Linked DNA regions of Mus musculus: region 1 is linked to region 2. A link is a contact called in public promoter capture Hi-C data. All regions are on one chromosome and are shown on one strand. Each heading gives the region's core, a stretch centred on a gene start, on an enhancer-like site or on the middle of the called end of the contact. The rest is flanking DNA. Distances are from core to core; before and after follow the strand shown.

Region 1 (6,780 bases), core at 2,945-5,444, 660 kb after region 2:
TGTGTTATCAGGCAAGTGCCTGTGGGTGCTCAGAGATGATGTCACTGGCCTCGGGAGAGGAGACAGCGAGAGAGCCACCACTGTGTGGGACCACGCTGAGGCCTCTGACTTAGATGCTGAGGGACTGGAGGGACCTTCAGTCCAGATGTAGGAACTGCTAAGACAGACAGCAGTGATCCCATTTTGAATGTGTGGAGGGACCAAGCTCCACGGAACACTCAGGGTTTCTGTTGTTGTTGGTATGTGCCATTTTCCTCTTCTGGCTCTGCCCACCTTGTCCTCCTCGCAGTTGGAAACCCCCTCCCCTTGTCCCCCCAGCCCATAGCATCACTTCAGGAGGCATGTTTGTCCTCTCTGCTGACTTTGCCTTACCAGAGCCCGCAGCTCTGCTGTCTATAGTCGTTAGGAGGATCATCTTTGCCCACTCTGCAGAAGTGTGATACTCCGGATGACAGCACAGGAGACTTAAAAGAAGGCTGGGAGTACATGGTGAGTGTGACCCTGCCCTGCCCACTCGGGCTGCCCGGTAGAACACATTCTTTGTTATGGGGATGGGCTTATTGGCTAAGTGCGGATCAGGGTTGTCTCCTTTTATTAAGGAAATGAGCCTAACTGGAGGTCAATCGTCCATCGTCCATCGTAGTGAATAAACTAAGCAGGAACTTTCTCAGCAAGCCCACACTTCAGCTGTGGTACAGAATTTTCTTTCTCACAGTTTCTAGCAAGTGCGGTTAGTGTGCTAGCCACTGGCATTTAGCTCCTTTAGCTTTGTGTAACTTAAGATTTCCCAAGTGAGTTTATTAGTAAATCCTTTACAGCAACAATTTTACTACTCCAAGTTTTTCCTGCATCCGAGTCTTTTAGGAGGCAGATGTCTCTCTGAGTCTCTGATGTCTTCAGGTAATCTCCACCTTGTGTAGCAGGAAGTGGCCAAAGCATTCACCTATGTTCTTGTCACCTGGAAAGAAAACACACACGAGGGGGGCGGGGGGGGGGGGGAGGAGCCCTTCCAGAGCGACTCCAGGCAGGAAGTGACTTACTGCTTCTTCAGTTCCCAGAACCCAGAAGTGGGCCAACTGGTACAGTGGCCACACAAATCGCAGCCAGTTCTTGTTTCCCAGAAGGCAGACTATACATAAGGACAGGGGCACATTTCTAGAGACACAGTCACCGGTTAAATCTCCCCGTAAGCGGCAAGTGAACTCGTGGGAAGGACTGGCTCCCCGCTCTCTCTGGGACCAGACACCAGTAGGTTTCTTTCCAAACCTGTAGAGTCCTCTTGACCCTTCCCCCTTTTCTCATGAGAAGAGAAACCCCAGGTCTGGGGCTCTATAGCCTGGGATGAGTGGGCTGTGGGGTCGGGCGTAAGGGTCTCTCTCTGAGGTGAGATGCCATGGTGCAGACAGAACTACAGCCACCTTTCCCCCATAATTTATTTCATTTTCACTATAGTCACTTTTTAATTGAACATTTGCCAGGAGCCCAATCATCTTGCCCAAGAGGCAATTATTCTTAAGCATCAATAGCAACACTGTTCTAAGAAACTGAGGCAGGAGTGTCTGAGTCACCTCTCACTGGCCCCAGCTGCTAGGTTACAAGCTCAAAGGTGTTTCCCCAGTCAGGTCCATCTCATCCGGAAGCCATTTCTCTCAGTTTTCCCGAGAGTCACTCTCTGAAGAGTGATCACTAGTGTCGTTGTGGATAGGCAACAGTCACCTCTGTGGAGATCCTTGATGATGTCATAGGGCAAGGCTGGAGTTGTAGGGTCTTGGAAATATGGGTCAAGTCTTCAGAGACTCCAGATGAGTATCCTCTAGAGACCCCAGGACCAGGCATAGAGCATGACAGTCCATGATACAAACAGCCCCAAGGAGGTATCCCTCACCTTCTCATGGAATGGATATGAGGGTGCACACGAGCTCCTAATCACATATCATGAAATGCCATGGCGGGGGTGGGGGCGACACACATATATGCGTGCACCTGTGAATGTCTGCCACAAGTTCTGGGGATACTGAGGCAGGGCATGGGAAGAAGGGCTCCATCTCTGTCAGATGAGGCTGGCAATGCTGGAGGTGGTCTCATGACGCTGGCCAGAAGACAACTGTCCTGAGATGCTAAAGATGCTACTGTTATCACCGTGGCCATTTTGGGCGGAGAATGCCTCTGTACAGATCGGAGGGCAGTGTCCACTCACACCCACCTGGTACAGTAGCAACCCCAGCAGCAAGACTGAGCCCAAGGAAGCCAAGGTAATGCCCACAGACAGCATGGCAGCCAGTGGCCGTGCCGGGGCCGGGGCAGCAGCCAGCCCAGCCAGGGTCAGGCCAGTGACCAGCAGCACAAAGCCACTGAGCAACACTACAACAGCGTCGGCGCCTCCGCCGCTGCGCAGCAAGGCCACGTGCTGGGCCTGGCGTATGCAGTTCATATCCTGCACGGCAGAGCTCATCAGCTGCTTCACCAGAACCAGCAGGGCCAGCAGACAGAGCACAGTGCCCACGGCTAGTCGCCATTCGCCGGATCGGCTGCTGGTGGAGGACAGCAGCGCCACACCACCGGCCCCACAGCCAGCCACAAGGATCACGGCCACGGAGAAACAGAGCAAGGAGCGACGGGGCTGCTGGGACCACCATAGCTCCACCTGCTCTGCCAGCACATCTGGGGGCAGCCCCCTGCCCACTGAGGCTTGCTGGGACATGGCTTGGTCAGGCAGGGTCAGGACAGAGGATCACTGTCAGGGTTCAGAGGGTGTTTGTCGTGACCCTGTGTCCCCATCACCTGGTTGCCAGCGAGAAGCCCAGTCTCCTCTTCTTAGTCCAGGCTATGGTTACCCTCACCTGCAGGACAGGATCACAAGTTATTTCCCACCCATCTGGCCCTATAGCCTCATCTGGGAGTCTCAGGGAAGGGCCCCAAGAATCTTCCCCGGGGTCCTCAGGACCTATTCCCAAGAGCTACAACCCTAGCACTGCACCTTGCCAAAGCACCTCCCCTGACCCCAACAGAGTTCCCTCCACCACAGAGCTCCCCTTCCCCTTCAGAGAATCCCCTTGCCCAGCTCCTGACCTCTCACACAGGCTGTCTCGGTGGCCTGTTCCATCCAGGCTGTCGGAGGAAGCTGGTGGTGCCACAGTGGATGACAGGACAAACTGTCAGAGATAATGCCTCATTCAGGATCAGACTCACATGGCCTCAGCTGTCACTGCTGGGTCCTGGGTGGGGGAAGCTATGGGAAAGGGAGGCTGGTGACTTAACCCTTCTGGAACCAGCAGGCTGAGCCTGACCCTTCTCTCATAGGGCTGTACCCTTCCTTCTCTGTGGGTCAGGATCTGACCCCTAACACCGTTCTTCCTCTAGTTCCACCCTATCTCCGTCAGGCAAAAGAAGACGCATGCTCCAAGTCTCTCCTTCCAGTGCTGGTCGTCTCTGATGCAACAGGGCCCAACCCAAATTCCTCATCTTACCCTGAACCTGTTCCTCCTGTGTTCCTTTCTCAAGATGCTGTTACCACCCACCCTCCCTCTCGGCCCACTCCGGGGGCTCCTCAGCGCCTTCTGCTTTTGCCAATCCATGGCCCCAGGGGCTGTCTCTTGCCTCTAAACATATCTCTATCCAGTCCTGTTCTCGGCGCTCATCCAGAACCTGCCTGCTCCCCACGGGTCCATCCCCTGCTAAACGGCTCCACGTGTTCTCTAAGGCAGCAAAAGGAGGACTCAGGATTTGAACCGCAGCCTAGTCCTTCCCATCGTGGGAATGTGGGGAGGGATCTAACAGTGTTACTCATTTAACCTGTTCCCTACAAGACAGGCGGCATGACTCACATCAGGTAAAAATAAAGCTAGCACTGCCGGCAAGGAACCCAACTTCCGGCAGCAGGAGAGACCGATCCTGTAGGTGTCAGCTGCGAGTCCAGGAGGGACGGGAGTGGGGCAGGGAAGCCCCAGCTCACCTCTTAGAGGCTTTTTCTGAAAAGTGAGGACAGAGAAGTTAATTCTGAGGAGTGGGAGAAGTCATCTAACATACTCCTTTTAGACTTCCCACGGGGCAAAGGAGCTCAAAACATACTTTTTTGAGCCAGAGAGACTCGGGGTGAATCAGAACCCACATGGACCACACTGCCGAGACCACGTTTTTACTCCAACGAGACAGAGTAGGGGACCGCTCTGCCCTTTGCAGAGAGGTTGCCTGGCACGCAAGGTGGGTGGGGTAAATGCCCACGCCCCAAGGGTGGTTGGGGGAGGGACCGTGGGCGGAGTCTGTCCCAGCATTCCTCAGGACTGTGGCTTGCTCATCTGAAGGTGCTGACACCGTCTATTGGGGAACGACCCCAGCGTGGGTGGAGGTTCCCGGTAGTAGAACCCGTGAAAAAGGTGGGGGTGGGGCGTATGGGGCACTCACGGGACGCCTGGCTGTGCTGAATCCGATTTGAGCAGGCAGGACCCAGCAGGTTGGGCGCTCTAGGTCTGTTTCCGGGGAGACGCTTCACCTGCCTAACCTGCACCCAGGTGAGCTGGAAGGAGGGGGGGATTAACAGGTGCTGTTTCCAGGGCAGGGCCTGAGCCAATTGGCTGACGTGGCCCTGCGACTTCAGTGGGGCTGAGACATTCCTGGGAAGGGAGGGGCTTCTGTCCGCTGCTGGTAGGTCTGAAACACAATATGCAGATTGGGTCAGCAGGAGGAAAGAATGCTGGCCCTCTGCCCCAGTCTGAGCCCTAGCCCACCCCACAACTCCAACTTAATTTTACCTTCAGCCCCTCCCCGAAGATCTACAGCCAGGCCTGCAATCTTTGCACCCTGAGAGGCTGAGGCAGGAGGAGAGCCAGTAGGAGGTTCCAACTGGCCTGAAACCTCCTCATTCCAGCTGATTCTGGACTTTAGTTCTGAATCCCACTGTATCCTCAGCCCCAGCGTCCAGCATCAGCGATACCCCAAACCTAGCTCCAGCTCTGTCTTAGGCTTTCCCCCAATAAGCCCTTTGTTTATTTTCCTTGAGGCCTCAAGTGAGTGGCAGGATTAGCCTGCCCCATGAGTGGGTAGAGGCCTTTCAGGTAGACAGCTGGAGCTGGACAGTTGGATAAGTTTCACAACTCTTGACAAGGCAAAAGAAGCCCTTGCCCTTCAGCTGGACTGTCCCCCACCTACCTCCGGCCTCTCTCTGGCCGAGTCTGGCCAACTTGAATCATTGAGCTGAAATGCCTTGGCTGATCTGGCTGATCCGACTGCACTCACGACCCGTGTTTCTTCCATATTCATTCGCAACAGATCTTTAGTTAGTTAGCTTTCACCCCTGACCCAGAGGTGTATCCCCAGCCACTGCAGGGATAAGTACTAGTTTACTAACCACCATGACCTCAGCAGCCAGCGGTAGCCTGTACGCGTAGGGTAATCGATAAATGTTTGTTGAGTGGCTGGCTAAATAAAAGTGTGAACTGACTGACGGTGTGACTATTTTGACCTTTGAGCTTTTGGGATGAAACCAGAAGGACAAGTTGGGCCCAGGCTGTGTGGTCCTGGAGGGCCTCAGGGATGCATTTGGACAATGCTGGGTGTCCACAGGGGTGTTCAAGGTGGAACCGGGATATGGTTCAGGGCTCTGCTTCTAATCAGCAAGTCTGGGTCCTAGACACCATGCCCCAAGTGGGCAGAGGGTGACTGGTTGGAGAATGTACAGTTTGTCCCACATCTTCTGTCCTACCCCTTCTGTAAACTATATGTTAGTATGTTCTTCTCTCTGCATTTGATGTGTATTTAAAAAACTAAACAAACCACTACCAGCAGCAGCAGCAGCAGCAGCACCACCAAAAATCCCAAACAACAGAATGAAATCCAAGTCAATCTTCCCCAGATCAGGGCACAGGGTAACTGTGCCTGGCCTGGCTTCCTCTTTGCTTTGTTCGCTGCAGAAGACAGGGAGCCTCCTAAGTCCAGAGCAGCGTGGTCTGTATGTCTAAGTGTCAGCTTAGTTATGTATTTGTTTTACATTTCTCTCACATATTACATCCAAATTCAACTCCAGTTTCCTCTCCTCTCCTCCTCTCAGAGACTCTCCCTCTCGCTCCCTCAGATCCACTCCTCTCTCATTCTCTCCAAAAAAGCAAGAAGGAGGAGGAGAGCCGGGCGGTGGTGGCGCACACCTTTAATCACAGCACTCCGGAGGCAGAGGCAGGCGGATTTCTGAGTTTGAGGCCAGCCTGGTCTACAGAGTGAGTTTCAGGACAGCCAGGGCTACACAGAGAAACCCTGTCTCGAACCCCCCACCCCCCCCAAAAAAGGAGGAGGAGAAAGAAAAGAAAGGAAAAGAAAAGAGCAGGCCTCCCTCCCAGGGATTTCAATCGAACATGGCATGAAGTTACAAGAAGACTAGCCACAAGTCCTCATATCCAGGCTGGATGAGGTAACCCACTAGGAGGAAAAGGGTCCCAAGAGCGGGCAAAAGAGTCAGGGATGTCGCATTCCCCCTGTGCGGAGTCCCACAAGAGCACTGAGCTATGCAACTATAATGTATGTACAGAGGACCTAGGTCAGACCCAGACAGGCTTCCTGACTGTCACTTCAGTTTCTGGGAGCCCCTCTTATTTATGTAACTTAAGCCTTTCTAATAGCCTGTTTCAAAAGAACAGTAAAACCAACACAGTAAAATGAATGTGTTTGCTGGGCTATGGATGCAGCCCAGTGGTTGCTCGCCCCCTGGTTCAATCCCCAGAGCTGCAAAACTGTATGTATTGGAATTGTAAAATATATTTTACTATAGAAGGTATTAATGGGCTCTTTGAAAGT
Region 2 (7,416 bases), core at 3,296-5,795:
TCCAGGGCAGGGGCTCTGGGTCAGGCTAGCCACCAAACTGAGGGGTGCGTCTGGGCGGGGCTGGGAGGCTGAACACGTGGCACCTCGGGACGGGGGAGGCAGTAGGACAGGTGGGTGTGGAGCCCTGGGGAGGGGTGCATGCAGTGGGGGATGTGGAAGTGGGGCCGGGGCCGAGCGCCTCTGCGAGACACAAGGCCGGGGCGAGCGAGGACAATGAGGGAGGCCGGATGGGGGCGGACGCCGGAGCCCAGGAGGCTAGCGGGATGGGGGTAGGGTGGGGTGCAGCCAGGCCGGGGGCAGCGCCGGTGCCTCGCTCACCGGGTCCTGGGCTGGGATCTGTGACGGCGCGCGGGCGGCCCCCTAGCCGGGCCGGGTCTGGAATGTCGGGGCCCTGGGTGGGGGGCCGCGCGCGCCCTCCTCTCTCGCAGCGCTCGGGGCTCAGCAGGGGGCGCCGCTCCAGCTCGGGTAGGGATCCCGGCTCCAGCAGCTGTGGACGGCTCTGTCCCCCATGGCCCGGCCCCACCGCCCGGTCAGCGGTCCCCGAGGCTCCGGGGCCACCTCCCGCCGCCGCCGCGGGCCATGGAGCCGAGCCGCCCCGGGAGGCAGGGCGGGGCCCGGCAGACCCACGGACCGGCGGACCGACGGACCACTGCGCTGCCGCCTCCCTCCCGCGCTACGGCTCCTCGGAGGGGCAGGCCAGGCCGGCGCGCCCGCGCGCGCGCCCCCGCGGCCCCCGCCTCCAGTGCGCCCGCACGCGCCGCGCGCCGCTCCGCCGCCCGCCCCTGCCGTTGGCCCTGCGCGGCCCAGCCAGCGGGGAGGTGCGTTTGCGGATGCCTGAGACCCAGGAAGGACGCAGGAATCCATCAGGTTCCTCCATCAGCTTGCTTTAGGGATGGGAAGAGACCAGGAGCCGGATGGCTAAGGCCCTTCAGGTATTTGGGACGGGGTCTGGATAGTGGGCAATTCAGAGGGTTAGGGCCTTGCCAACTCTTTCCTGGGAGCATGAGTCAAGGTCAGCCAACCAGGGCTGCCTGCTGGGTAAGACCCCTAAAGGTGTTGACTGAAAAGGACTTATTAGGTAAAAGCAGGTTGGGTAAGATTTAGGGTGGTGTTGGAATCAAGAATTGTATAGGAATAGGCGGAGCTGAACAAGGCCCTAGGAACTAAGACCATAGAAGAGGTTTCTGGAAGGGTTAGGTGTTCATACTGGACTATCAAATGTAAAACACTGTTCTCCAGGAAAATCCAGGTGCGGGGAGTTTCAGGAGTATAGCGACAGAGAGGAGAATTAGCTGTAGTGAGTTTGGGTCTAGTGCACAGGGGTCCAAAGACATAGGGCTAGGAGGATCTCAGAGCCCAGACTCTTCAATGAAGAGGTGCCAGCATTACAGCCAGCCTAGCACCCTGATCTGCCACCCAGGAGCCAGCAAGGTCCAGAGCAGAGATGATGTGTAGACAGAAAGTTACAGGAGGTTGGAGTGAGTGAACAGGTCCTCCCCTTCCTTTGTGAAAGGTGTCGCAAGGGGCCAACAGAAGCCTCACTGACTGGGACAAATACCAAGTTTATTTCACAAACACTAGGAAGATGGGCTGGATGGGGGTTGAGGGGGGCACAGGTGCACAGCTGTACACAGTCACCATCAGCAGCCCACTCCCCACACTGGGGTTCAGTCTGGACTGCAATGCCTCCAGAGTCAACAGGCAGCAAGAGGTGAGTGCAGGGGAGACCCTGAACACCAAGCCCCAGAAAGGCTGAGGGACACAGCTCCAGCTGTCCCAGGAAAACCAGCAATAAATAACAGTAGGGCACGGCCCCACCCATACAGGTCATCTAGTCACCCATCTTCACTCTGGAGGTCTGCAAAGGAAAAACAGGACAAATCAGGCAGGGACAGTGACCAGTGACAAGACCAGAACCAGCAGGCCAGTGGGTGGACAGACGGACAGACACACTATGACAGACAAACAGACATGGACAGTAACAAAGGAGCTCAGCTGTACAACAGAGAAGACAAGTCCCATGGACAGTGTTAGTGTCGCCAAGAGTCAGCCCAGTCAAGCACCCAAGTCACAAACTCACACACTGGAAAATATGAATTTAGACATGCTAGTCTACTGACAAGTGTGTCATACATACAGAACACAGACCCTGAGAGACAGAAACTCCACAAAGACATTTTCAGAGGCAGCCGAGGAAAGAGATGCTAATGGAGAGACTTAGGAAAGATGCGTGCATCTAGAGCAGGAGACAAAGGGGGACCAAGAGATGGGAAGGGGAAAAAAGGGAGGCACTTCTGTTCCTCTCTAGGGGGACTCGCACCTGAAGGATTGCAACAATGACCCCAAAGAGGCCAATGGCACTGCCAAAGATCTCCACGATGAGAATTTTTACAAAGAGGCTGGGGTTCTGTGCATCCGCCAGGGCGGCCCCACTGCCCACGATGCCCACGCAGACTCCACAGAACAGGTTGGACAGACCGACTGTGAGGCCAGCCCCAAACATGGAGTAACCTGGAGGATAAGAAGTAGCTCGTGAGGTGGAGGCAAGCAGGAGAGGAATGGTCCAGTGTGGGCTAGCAGGGCCAGTCCCACCCCAACTCTGCAGAGCTGAGACTCTCAGCTATGGAGCCAGGAAGCAGGAGTAAGTGTGTAAGGCCCAGGTGTGTACGTGTGGTAGAAGCAAGTGTGTAAGGCCCAGGCGTGTATGTGTGGTAGGGTGTCTGTCTCACTATGTCATTATGTAGTGCTGGCTGGCCTCTTAACTCACTTGGTGCTACCCCCGTCCCAGGACTGGGGTTAAAGGCCCAGAGCACCATGCCGAGTGAGCTCTATGTTACCCACTTACCTGCATGGTAGTTTCGATGGCCAATGGCCTTGGGCTCCGTAGCACTGAAAGGCTGTGAGGGGCAGAATAAGTCCTCAGAAGGCATTCCTTAATGCACCTACCTTTTCTTCCCTCCGATCTTTAGGGAAAGCATAGGCATTTCAATGGATACCCGTCCCCGCTGGTTTTCCCTTACCTCAGCCATGTTGCTGATGACAATTGCCATGATGATGCCATAGATGGCCACCGCTTCACAGAAGATAATACTGGCAACAGTGATGGTAAATGGTGGGGGAGGGGGAGGGAAACTCTTTAAGAAGGAAATCAGCCATTTCTGCAGAAAATCCCCAGCCAACTTTCCCTGACTCACATACACGCTACGATGAGACGGGTCACAAGCCAGCATGTCACCCGACCCCCATCGCAGCTAGTTTTGACATGCAGAAGCCTTTACACTTACCTAACCAAGTTCTTGGTTTTGATTCTGGGGGCTTTCACCCCACCCCCAATAATGGATGAGCCGGTTATATAGATTCCCCTGGTGAAGGGTAAGAAACTGATTAAAGGAGCCCAAGGAGTTGCTGTCCCCAGGATGATTAAGAACCCAGTGATGATTCCACCTGCCACGACTTGGCACCTCCCACTCGTCCCGCCACTCCAACACTCACCAGGCTGCTCCAACCACAGACAGAGAAATTGCTAGGCCAATGCCCAGATTCGACCACATGAAGGGGGAAGTTTCCGTCAGGAACCTGGTGTGGAAACAGGGAAGAAAGCTATTGAGCTATGGACAGGAAAGGGCAGGAGTGGGGAGGCCACACAAAACTCAGTGTCCACCCAGCTCCAGCCCACCAGTCCCAGACGTTGCATCTCTAGATTTTCTATTTCCCAAAGGTCCGTGTGTCTGAAGAGCTGGGCTGGGGCTCAGACCAAAGCAGGGAGAAGAGGCTCCTAGGAGAATCCTCTCCATGCCCTCCCTTACCATGCCACATCAAAGCGAAAGCCCAGGTCAAAGATGGTGTAGCAGATTCCTGAAGCAATGAGGAAAGGAGTTAAAGGGTTGCTCTTTCGAGACACAGTCCCCAACCTAGGAAAAAAAAAAAACTGCCCAACTGTCAAACTGTCAGCCACCTACATCTAGACAAGCGAAGAGTCCCGGAGCGAAACAGCACCTCCACCCAGGCCTCCATTTTTTTTTTTTTTTCGGCCACTCCCTAGGTAACCCGTCTTAATGACACCAAGCCCCTTCACGGGCCGGAGGGAACGGGCGCTGCGTCCAGGCCGCGCCAGATCCTGCCGGCCCAATCGCTGTTTACCCAACAAGCTGTGAATGGGTGGGGGAGGGCAAGGAGGAAAAAGGGGAAGCGGGGCGCCCAAATATGCGGCTCGCGGAGAGGAGGTCAGGAACCTGGCGTCGCGACCCTGGAATAGCCGGTGTGACTCTCGCAGCCCAGGGCCGGCCTCCTCCGTCGCGGGAGGGCACCGCGCGGGGCCGGCTCCGGCTGCCACCTGCCCCCCGCCCCAACCAGCAGGCCACCTTGGGCCGCCTGGGCCCCGCTCACCCACAACGACCATGCAGGCCCAGAAGGCCACAAAGATCCCGAGGTAGAGCAACTCCAGCCCCGTCATGGCAGCGGCGACGGCAGGGGTCGGATCGGTGGGACCTGAGCTAAACCGCGTCCACCGTCCGCCCCGCAGTCTGTCGGCCCGCCCCGCAGCGCCACCTGACCGGCGCACGTGATGCGCCGACCCCACGTGACCCCCGCGCACAGTGGCTGGCTGCCTGAGGCCGGGCCCTGGTAGACGTCATGCCGCGGAGCACTGTGGTGGTTGTAGTTTCGTCGGACGTTCTCCGTGACAGGTACTGGCTCTCCACCTGCGCTGCTGGTTCCCTAACTTCCCACCGGACTCCCAGTTTACTCACCAATCACTGCAGATCCTTCCGGTCTGTTCTAGTCCTGCCTAGTTCCTTCTGCTTGAAGCAGGATTTCGCGGTGCCTAGCTAATGCCTGCTGTTCATCGGAGGTCATTCTAGGTTGTCTTTTCCAACCCAGAGGTAGGGTGGAATGCCAGACGCGAACGCCCACGATGTCCAGGTGATCTTATAAGGCCATGCCATTCTCCTGTTCAAATTCCCTGTGGATCCTATTTCACTCGCGACAGAATGATCCATAGGATCCTAAAGTATGCAAAGCAGGCACTGTAACAGAGCTAAGCTCCAGGTCCCTAATAGACTACCCACCCTATCAGACGCAGCCCGCCCTTGCATCTGCCCCTCTCTCTTGCTTCCAGACTTTGCTCTCCTTCAAGCCCTTCCTTACCCATTCTGTTTAATATTCCAACCCCAATCTCCCTTTAACCAGTCCCCTTTCTTTTCCAGATTTGTGTTTTCCCATAATTGTTATCCCTTGATATAATTTTCCTCTGGTTCTTATCTCTGGTTGATATAGTACATTTTGTTTCTGACCACTCTCCCTAGGGGGCCGAAGCACCATGGTTCATGTTGGACTCACTACTGTTTCTAGCGCCTGACATACAGGGGAGTTCTCATAACATGCACACAGAATACATGATGGATGCTCATTTTAACCCAGTCCCCATGTCAGTTACAGCTCTGCCTTTACCATTAGCCTGTGTACTACATGATCTGGATGGTGCCAATATAAGATTCTTTTGCTAATGTGGACAATAAGTAAATTTTGTTTTCTTCTGGGATCCAATACACAAACACACACACACACTGGGAAACCCTAGGACCAACTCTCTGGTTTTTGTTTTGTTTTTTGAGACAGGATTTCTCTGTATAGCCCTAGCTGTCCTGGAACTCACTTTGTAGACCAGGTTGGCCTCGAACTCAGAAATGTGCCTGCCTCTGCCTCCCAAGTGCTGAGATTAAAGGCGTGCACCACCACTGCCCGGCCCATAAAACCAACTCTCTACCAAGGACAAGCACTCTATCAAGATATACCCCAACAACTCTACTTTGATTGAAGCACCCACCATGTTGACTGAGTCTTTGTTTAGGCCCAAATGTTCGTTTCACTCTGTTTATTCTGAATATTTTTTCTCTATAAGATCCAGCTTAAGACTCCTCTGTCTGGGTTGCCTCTTGAGTCCCCTTCAGGAGCCTGCTATGAGAGCCAGCTGCACCTGGGGCTCCCTTCACACAATTATATTTCGTGGGGTTATTATTTCCTCCCAAGCACATTTTGAGGACAGTAATCTGGTTAAATATAACTCACATATCCACCCACAGGATCTGTGTAGAACAGAGCTTTAGTGAATAAAGAGAAACAGGAGAAAAAGTATTCCGTTTATTTCAGTGTCTTTGTTGTCCCCAAGAAACAAGTCTAACTAAGTCAATGTAGCCCAACAAAGTCCTGAAAGCAGCCACATAAGTGCTTGAAATGTAATTAGTGTAATGGACAAATACTTTTTCATCCACTTTAAATGGCAAAAGTCATGTGTCCAGTGAATATTGTCTTGGACAGTGCAGGTTTAGACCAGAGGCTCTCAATGAGGAGTAGTTACATGACATCTGCCAACCTGTAGAGATAATCTGGGTTATCCTAGCTCAGTTGGGGAGGAAGGGAGGTGTTTCTGTTTCTGTCAGCTGAACCTATACATCCTTCTCTATATAGAGTAGCCTCTGCATTAAAGAATTACTCTGCCCAAACTGTCAACAGTGCTGAGGGAGGTGGAAGAACTCTGGTCTGGATCATCCAACTTCTGCCCCTGACCAAGGGCAGAACTCCTGCACACCAGGAACTGGGATGAGCCCTGGGACCCCTCCCTGCACAGGCTATAAGCTGGACAGCTCCACAGAGAGAGCTACCTACACTCCCTGTGTCTAGGCATCAAGTGTCCCTGTGACAGGACGAGACGTTGGTCAGGGAGAACAGGTCCCGGCAGACTTATCACTCTGGCTCTGGCCTCCCAAGGTATCAGCTGCTCCCCTCATCCTCGTAGGCGATGGCGATACCTCGTCTTCCTCTGACGGCTTCTTTCACTGGTGTCTGGCCCAAGCGTGGCTCCAGCCCCTGCCAGTTCCGAGAACTAAGGAATGAAGCTGCAGAGGGAAAGAAGATAAGCTGTGTGGGCTGGACCTGGGCAAAACTCTAGCGGGGGCAGCTGCTTGCATGTTTACCTGCAGGGCTGCTCTCCGCCAGCTCCAGTTGGGGCCTCGGAATTAAGGCCGAACATCTAGTGTCATCTGATGACTTCCAAGGAGGTGGTGGTCGGAGCTCCCCAGAAATGAGTGACACATCTGGGGTATCCCACAACTCTGACTCAGGTGGAGGGAGTGGCACATGGAAGGGAGAACCTGACGTAGAAGGAGAAAAGAAAGCTATCCCGGTTTTTTCAACTCCAACCCCAACTTTCAAACCCAGATGCGGCCTTGCCACTCACCAGGCAACAGCTCTGCATAATGTGTGAGGTGGGGAGCCAGGCCTGGCGGGGGCCAGGCAGGGTTGCAGGCAGCCTCCAATTCACATGGCGTCAATACAGGCCGAAAGAAGCCACCCGAAGGCTGGGGGGCTAGTGCCCCCAGGGGACAGGCTAACAGCACAAAGACGTCCATCTCAGGGAAG

What was found. Promoter capture Hi-C pulls out the DNA fragments that hold promoters and counts their contacts.
Region 1: a contact with region 2 is called in a promoter capture Hi-C map of embryonic stem cells, with 2.4 times the contacts expected there. The contact joins the promoter of Tmem125 here to the promoter of Atp6v0b in region 2. A contact is called at or near these places in 2 of 39 promoter capture datasets (embryonic stem cells and liver), 1 of 115 datasets of contacts at active chromatin or transcription factors (embryonic stem cells) and 1 of 9 other capture datasets (embryonic stem cells).

Annotation. Positions count from the first base shown.
Region 1 is chr4:118,539,532-118,546,311 of GRCm38.p6, forward strand. It overlaps Tmem125 (transmembrane protein 125), which reads right to left and starts at 4,195. Exons shown (of 4, transcript NM_172383.3): 1 at 4,069-4,195; 2 at 3,825-3,968; 3 at 3,070-3,229; 4 at 1,410-2,840. The coding sequence starts at 2,701. The coding sequence ends at 2,051.
Region 2 is chr4:117,882,784-117,890,199 of GRCm38.p6, forward strand. Atp6v0b (ATPase, H+ transporting, lysosomal V0 subunit B) reads right to left here and starts at 4,546. Exons shown (of 8, transcript NM_033617.3): 1 at 4,387-4,546; 2 at 3,807-3,855; 3 at 3,493-3,576; 4 at 3,285-3,362; 5 at 3,021-3,090; 6 at 2,846-2,897; 7 at 2,321-2,511; 8 at 1,547-1,858. The coding sequence starts at 4,453. The coding sequence ends at 1,832. It overlaps Gm12841 (predicted gene 12841), which reads left to right and starts at 767. Exons shown (of 4, transcript NR_168719.1): 1 at 767-932; 2 at 2,970-3,105; 3 at 4,523-4,685; 4 at 5,304-5,508. B4galt2 (UDP-Gal:betaGlcNAc beta 1,4- galactosyltransferase, polypeptide 2) reads right to left here and starts at 693. Exons shown (of 8, transcript NM_017377.5): 1 at 319-693. Dph2 (DPH2 homolog) reads right to left here. Exons shown (of 6, transcript NM_026344.3): 4 at 7,235-7,416; 5 at 6,972-7,148; 6 at 5,860-6,893. The coding sequence ends at 6,769.